Regions from separate parts of the Rattus norvegicus genome. Here region 1 is linked to region 2. Evidence: chromatin contacts called from public Hi-C data. All regions are on one chromosome and are shown on one strand. The core of a region is the stretch at or near the end of the contact, and the rest is flanking DNA. Distances in the headings are between cores, read along the strand shown.

The links. Hi-C and Micro-C count contacts between places; a contact is called where the count stands out from the background.
Region 1: a contact with region 2 is called in a Hi-C map of psoas muscle, with 2.1 times the contacts expected there. The contact joins the promoter of Braf here to the promoter of Ndufb2 in region 2. A contact is called at or near these places in 3 of 12 Hi-C or Micro-C datasets (hepatocytes, mammary epithelial cells and psoas muscle).

Annotation. Positions count from the first base shown.
Region 1 is chr4:69,475,631-69,479,112 of GRCr8, reverse strand. Braf (B-Raf proto-oncogene, serine/threonine kinase) reads left to right here and starts at 2,182. Exons shown (of 19, transcript NM_001427466.1): 1 at 2,182-2,531. The coding sequence starts at 2,346. LOC134486574 (a long non-coding RNA gene) reads right to left here and starts at 1,364. Exons shown (of 2, transcript XR_010065785.1): 1 at 1,075-1,364; 2 at 227-601.
Region 2 is chr4:69,332,868-69,336,042 of GRCr8, reverse strand. It overlaps Ndufb2 (NADH:ubiquinone oxidoreductase subunit B2), which reads right to left and starts at 1,736. Exons shown (of 4, transcript NM_001108624.2): 1 at 1,604-1,736. The coding sequence starts at 1,701. It also overlaps a transcript of Braf not described here.

The DNA.
Region 1 (3,482 bases), core at 933-3,432, 140 kb before region 2:
ATGCAGACTCTACTTATTAAAGTCACAATTAGACATCAGCATCTAAGTGACAACTTTGACGAGTTGGTGGTCTTGGACCAGAAATCCTGGACAAGGTCTCAAAAATGTTACAGTCTAGGATTCTTTATTTGGTTCCTTTTTCTCTGCCAGTTAGAGAGTTAGAAGGCCTGAAAAATCTTGAGCTTGTCTGGTAGCAGTGGAGAAATCTAGAACACAGACAACGGGAGCAGACAGGATCAGCAGCCTTTATTGAGGGTGAGGAAACAAACACATACAGCAGGAGCACCATTAGGTAACAAAAACTAACCAGTACAGGAGGCAATAATAATAATGATAATGATAATAATAAAATTGGATGAATGGAAACTAACAAGAATCCATCTTAAATGGATGAGGCCAGCCATCCTGTGAAGAAATAATCGTGTAAGACATGATCTCTGTATAGATTGATGCTGATAATGGAACCATCGAAAACGTCTTAGAGGCAGAGCGTGGGGGTGCATGCCTTTGATCCCAGCACTCAGGAGGCAGAGGTAGTCAGATCTCTGAGAGTCATAGTCCAGGACAGTCAAGGGCTGTTACACGGAGAAATGGAGAAACCCTGTCTCAAACAAAACAAAAGAGAAAATGTCTGAGAAGTTTTAATGTTATAAAGAAGTGTTATAATGATACATTCTTAGGGAATACTTTCCTAAAGTAAACTAGGACAGTTGGGGACTAACAATAACGAAAAACACCCCAAACCCTAACTGTGTTTCAGACAAAATCAAGGGGGAGTGTCCCTTGCTTGGTTGCTGGCCCTATTTTAGTATGCTTAGACATTATGTACTTATGGCTTTAAAAAAAGTGCCTTAAACTAGGGTAGCTTGATAACATAGTCTATGATCATCTCCTTCACTCACATGGGTCAAACCATCTTCTGACTTAAATGTAGTTCTCAAGGGAGCATCCACGCTTGGAAAAGAACGTACAGTGTCATTGGCAAACACAGAATAGCTGTTTGATTGGTGATTTTTTTTCGATATACAAGAACAATGCTTTGATTCACTAAGCAGTCATACATGCACTGCTTACCTCGAAACGAAGCATCAGTTCCTAGACTGATGGAGAGCAGATCAAATAGGCAGACATCCTGTTGTCAGAAGCTTTCTACCTCTCAATTCATCCTGAAGGCAATAAAGAGGTTAGTGGTGAGCGCCCCCTTCCCATTAACAGAAGTGCACGCGTGTACACACAGACGAATCAACGCCAGTGTCTGTGACTCCATGTTCAGTTAAATTGGCAATTACTGTACACTATTGGTAACTTCTGTTTTTCACTCCTGTTTTCTCTTTTCCTCAACACACTTCCTCTCTCCATTATTCCCTTCTTAGAGTTAAATGTACTTTACCCATGTAATTTATATAAAGAAATTAGGTTTAATTTCATTCTGCAACTTGGGCTTCTCTAAGATAATTTAATTCTCTTCTCCCAGTTTTTTTTTTTTTTCATATGTAGTTTGAAGAGAATGCCTTGCAACAGGGTCTACAAATGCTTTTTCTTTGGAATAAAAATTAGTTTTGATCCTTAAGATGTCTAGAATGGCTATGTGTTTTCCTCAGGCCCTAGTGCACGGAAGGAACCACTTGATAGTAAGTGACTGAAACTAGGCAGCAAATACACTGAAGACCAGGTTTAGATTTTCATTTATATTCACTTCAACAGATCAAACATAGACAGGATACGAACAGCATACTGAGAATTCAGCTGCTCTAAGACATATTTCTATGACATTTGGCTTGGCTGATGTTTCAACCTTGGACTTTAAAGTCTTATTTTTACGACACCCAGAGCTTCTTTGTAATGGCAGTAACAAGTAGTATAGACTTCCCGGCCTTCTTCCCTCTAGGATTTTAACTTCTTTTAGAACACCACCCCTGCTCTTCTAGTAAATCCCACATGACAGAACAGGCTGGGGACGGAGGAAAAGTAGGAAGCCGGCGCCATGGAAACTGTGCGGGTAGAAACCTGTGAGCGCGAGGGTGGTTGGAGGAGAAGGAACACTCCCCTGGAGACAGCGGCGCGAGGGTGCTCCTCGGATGACGTCACGCATCCAGGTGACGTCACGGCCATGACTTGCGGGTGACGCCGTTGCCGCGGCGACTCCTCGTCGTCTCCGCCCCCACCCCCCCAAGTCCCCTCAGGCTCGGCTGCGCCGGGGACCGCTGGCGGGTTCCAGAGGTGGCCTCCGCCCGGGCCGCTCCGCCCACGCCCCCCGTGCCTCCGCTCCCGCCTCCGCCCGCCCTGCGCCTCCCTTCCCCCTCCCCGCCCCGCGGCGGCCACTCAGCCCGGCTCGCGCTTCGAAGATGGCGGCGCTGAGTGGCGGCGGTGGCAGCAGCAGCGGTGGCGGTGGCGGCGGCGGCGGCGGCGGTGGTGGCGGCGGCGGCGGCGGCGCCGAACAGGGACAGGCTCTGTTCAATGGCGACATGGAGCCGGAGGCCGGCGCTGGCGCCGCGGCCTCTTCGGCCGCGGACCCGGCCATTCCTGAAGAGGTGAGTGGCGGCGCCATCCCCCAGTGCTCGCGCGTCGGGGGCTCGGCGGGTCAGTGTTTATGTGAGGAACCGAGGCAGCGGACGGAGCCCCGGCGGTGCTTGGCAGCCTACGGGGAGGTGGTTATCTGCGGAGTGTCCCCCTCTGTCTTGTGGCTTCTCGCTACGTAAACATACACGATGGCCCCCGGGGGGGGGTTCCCCGGCCCCCACCCAGATGGGGTTGGGGCAGCGGGGGCAGAGCTGGAGCCTTTCCCTAGGGGGCGAAACTCCGGGTTGGTGGAGAAGGTCACGCCTGACTGAGGCTTCCAGCCCTGCATCCCTGAGATGTTTTTCCTTTTAGCTAGCCGGCAGGGACGGCGTCGAGGATGGAGCTTAGTGGCCGGAGCAGTACCCTTCGATCCCCTAGACCTAGGAACTGCCTGCCGTGTGTGCTTACTCCCTAGTCGTGGGGATGACGGAGCGCATCTCTCAATACTCTCCTCACTATCTTCCCTTTGCAGGCCCTGGTCCCCTTCCCACTTTTCTACTTGTTTAGGGGATTTTTCTTTTGACCGGTTTTGCCCCGGCGGGGATTTTGGTGTAGTCTTTACTTTTTCAGCCCCATTTTTTACTGTTCTGAAGCTTTTCCCATCCTGGTCTCTGATCCCCGAATAATAACGTTTGTCAGTACTTCCTTGCTAACTGTAACCTCTATCCTCAACCACCACCCGGCTCATTTCCCAACTGTACCTACTTACCTCTAACCTTAGTTTCCACTGAAGAACATTTTTGCTCCTCTTACCCTGGTCCTCTTGAGGGCCTCTACTCCATTCCACTGCTCCCTGGCCTCGCAATCTGTTGTTACCTTCACAAGTCCTTTTGGACACTTTGGAAGCCACTTACTCCCAGAACCCCAAGGCTGTCAAGATTCCATCAGGTTTCACTTGACCCTTTGCTCCCTTGCACAGCTGG
Region 2 (3,175 bases), core at 487-2,986:
CAGGACAGCCAGGGCTACACAGAGAAATCCTGTCTCCAAAAAAAGAAGAAAGAAAGAAAGAAAGAAAGAAAGAAAGAAAGAAAGAAAGAAAGAAAGAAAGAAGGAAGGAAGGAAGGAAGGAAGGAAGGAAGGAAGGAAGGAAGGAAAGAAAGAAAGAAAGAAAGAAAGAAAGAAAGAAAGAAAGAAAGAAAGGCAGGCAGTGGTAGGAGGGAGGAAGGAAGACAAAAATTTCAACAAATACTTGTTTGTCATGCTACAAACTAGACTAAATGCACTGTGGCAATCTAGATACCCTGAGGAAACTTCCAATTAAAATAAACATGATGCCAAATGAAATAAATAAAGGTTCTCTTTCAAGCATCAATAACGGAGCACAAATGGCTGGGAAGCAAGTACTGGAGCTGGCATTCACAGGGATTCCACTCAGGTAACTAGGAGACCCACAACAAGTGGCCTAATCATTAGACTTCTGAATCAAGCTGTAGCCCTATAATAAAAGGGCAAAAAATAGTAAACCAACGGGAAGAGAGCTGGAATTCGTTACCAGAGCCCAAACTTCAGGTAGGTTTGCACCTAAACTATACCTGGGTTGGACCTTTTGTGGCCCAAAAATCCAAACCAAGGGCTGGGGATTTAGCCGAATAGCGGAGCCCTTCCCCGGTTGGAGGTAAGGGAAATCCAAGTGAAGGATTTAGAGTGAGACTGAGCTGGAGGCATTCTCAAGAAGGTAAGAGTATGAAGATCTTTTTTTTTTTTTTTTTTTTTTTTGGAGCTGGGGACCGAACCCAGGGCCTTGCGCTTCCTAGGCAAGCGCTCTACCACTGAGCTAAATCCCCAACCCCCGAGGATGAAGATCTTAAAGGAATTCTCGATAGACAAAACCTGCCGGGTTATGCGAGCTCAGTCAAGAGAGAGAGATAGTATGGGGTGGGGGTGTGGGACACATAGAGACAGAGAGAGAAATATCAATACAACAAATAAAGCTATGAGTCTTACAAATCTCTGATAGAGAAGGCAAAATGAGTAAGCCACGCCTTTAATCGCAGCACTCCAAAGGCAGAGACAGAAGGATCACTAACGAATTCCAGACCAGTCGAGGCTACAAAGTGAGGCTCAAAAAAAAGTGCCAAATTTTAATAGTAAAAATGTACCTAATGGTGAAAATAACAAACTTACTACCTTACTACCTTAAGGTCTCCCGTGGCTGCCCAGGACTGATGGAAAAATCCTCAGTCCTCCAAGGCATTCCCTGCCTGGCCCACTCTGGTCTCAGAGCCCATCTCCACTGGTCTCCTTGCGCTCCGGACCTACACTAGCCAGCGACTTGGAAGGTTCAGGCCCGGAGACTGTGCACGGCTGGATTCTTTGCACTCAAGTCCTAGTTAACGCCTCTCTCCCCTAACCCTGTGCCATCCAACCTCTACCCCACCAATCCGACCAAAAAGCCACAGTCTCCGTCCAGGCCGACTACAAGACCCAGCATGCCTCAGGCGGCAGCAAAGTGTCATGCACTCGCTCGGGCGACTGCTTCAAGGTGACAGCGTCGGGATGGCAGCGCTGCCTGTTCGAGCCGGCCGAGCCCTGGTCCCCACCCGACACTCACTGACGGACTCCACCGTCTCCAGCTGCCCGCGCGCGGCAGCCCCGAAGCAGGCGGCCTCCAACGCGACCGAAAGGTGCCAGGCGGGCCAGCGCAGACATCCTAGCGGGAGAGCAGTCCCCACCCCTGATGCGTCACTTCCCCGAGTCCTGGAACGTGACGTCACTGCGTCGCGCGTCTCTATCGGGGCTGATGGTAGGCCACAGCGGACAAGCTCAGACTATTGGCGGACCTTAGAGGCTCCGGGTTAACGGGCAGATAGATCGTCCTTTGGGAGGAGCTCTGGCTGTCTCGTGACGCAGCGTGGCAAGGTGCTCTTAGCTGACCTTATTGCTTCGGCTTATATGAACGGTGCTTTCGTGCGTGTTCTTGCCACTGTGGGCCCTTGTTAAAGGCTAAGTCCTTTCTGAACCATGCCATGTTTAGTTTATAACATCGTTGTTCCAGTACTGTTCTGAAACCTGATGATTCACCAGCAGCCAGGTGTTAAATCTCAGAACGTGGACCGCTGGCATCAGAGTCACCTGAGGAACCCAACCCTGCCTCCTTGGAATAAGGCGGCCAGGAATATGAGTAAAGGTTTCTAACGCCTTAATCCTTAGACCATTCGGGGTTCTTAGGTTTGGTTGTTGTTTTTTTTTTTTTTCTCTCTCTCTCTTGTTATTGTAATAAGCAAGCAGAAAAACAAGGACGTGAGGGCAGTCCGGTTAAGGCTAACAATCACCAAGAAATCTGAGACCTGACCTCAGCCGTACTTGCAGTGGGAGCTACAGCACAAATGGATCACGTAGACGCACAGATGCACTCAGTCTCCTCCCTTGAGTGGGGAGGGAACATGAATTTTCAAGCTCATCTCCATAAAACAAAACCTGCATTTCTGTTCTTAGTTACTAGATCTACAGAATAGCTTACTGTCATATTTCCGAATAACTTTAATTTTTTTTCTTTCACTTCAGATTTCCTTCAAGAAACAAAGGCTCCACTGGCTACTAACAAAATAACCGTCCTTCCTCAGCCTGCTTTTCTCTGTCAATATTGCCTCTGTCCAAATCTGGATAGACTCCAAACCTACGACTTGTGCTAACAACCTCAAGAGATGGTGAGAAACGGGCTTTTTTTCTATAAAAAGTGGCTAACATACAAAGGGCCAATACTCTAAAAATCTCCACCTTGTAAAGTTTCTATTCAAGTATTTTAATCACCTGGAAAACTTGTTTATACAAAGGCCTTTCATTCTGATGACAAGAGCCTCTGACCCCTTCCCTCCTTCCTTTGCATCTATAGGGAGCTATCCAACCATGGCAGATTCTGAGGTGGAGCTCTCTCCAATAGGACGAGACACAGTCATCACCTATGTTAGAATAACAACTGAACTTCCTGCCCTAGTGTGCTTGCAAGGTCAGTTGGCTTATGGCACACATTTTTTATTAAAAAAAAAAAAAAAAAAAAAAGACACTGCCTTGCAGGATTACTTTCGCTATGTTCTAGTAGGGATCTTTGTGATACCAAAAATACTGATCCAACAAGATCGTCCCTGGCAGCTTATGGTTTGGGGTTGTTTGCAGAACATGCACT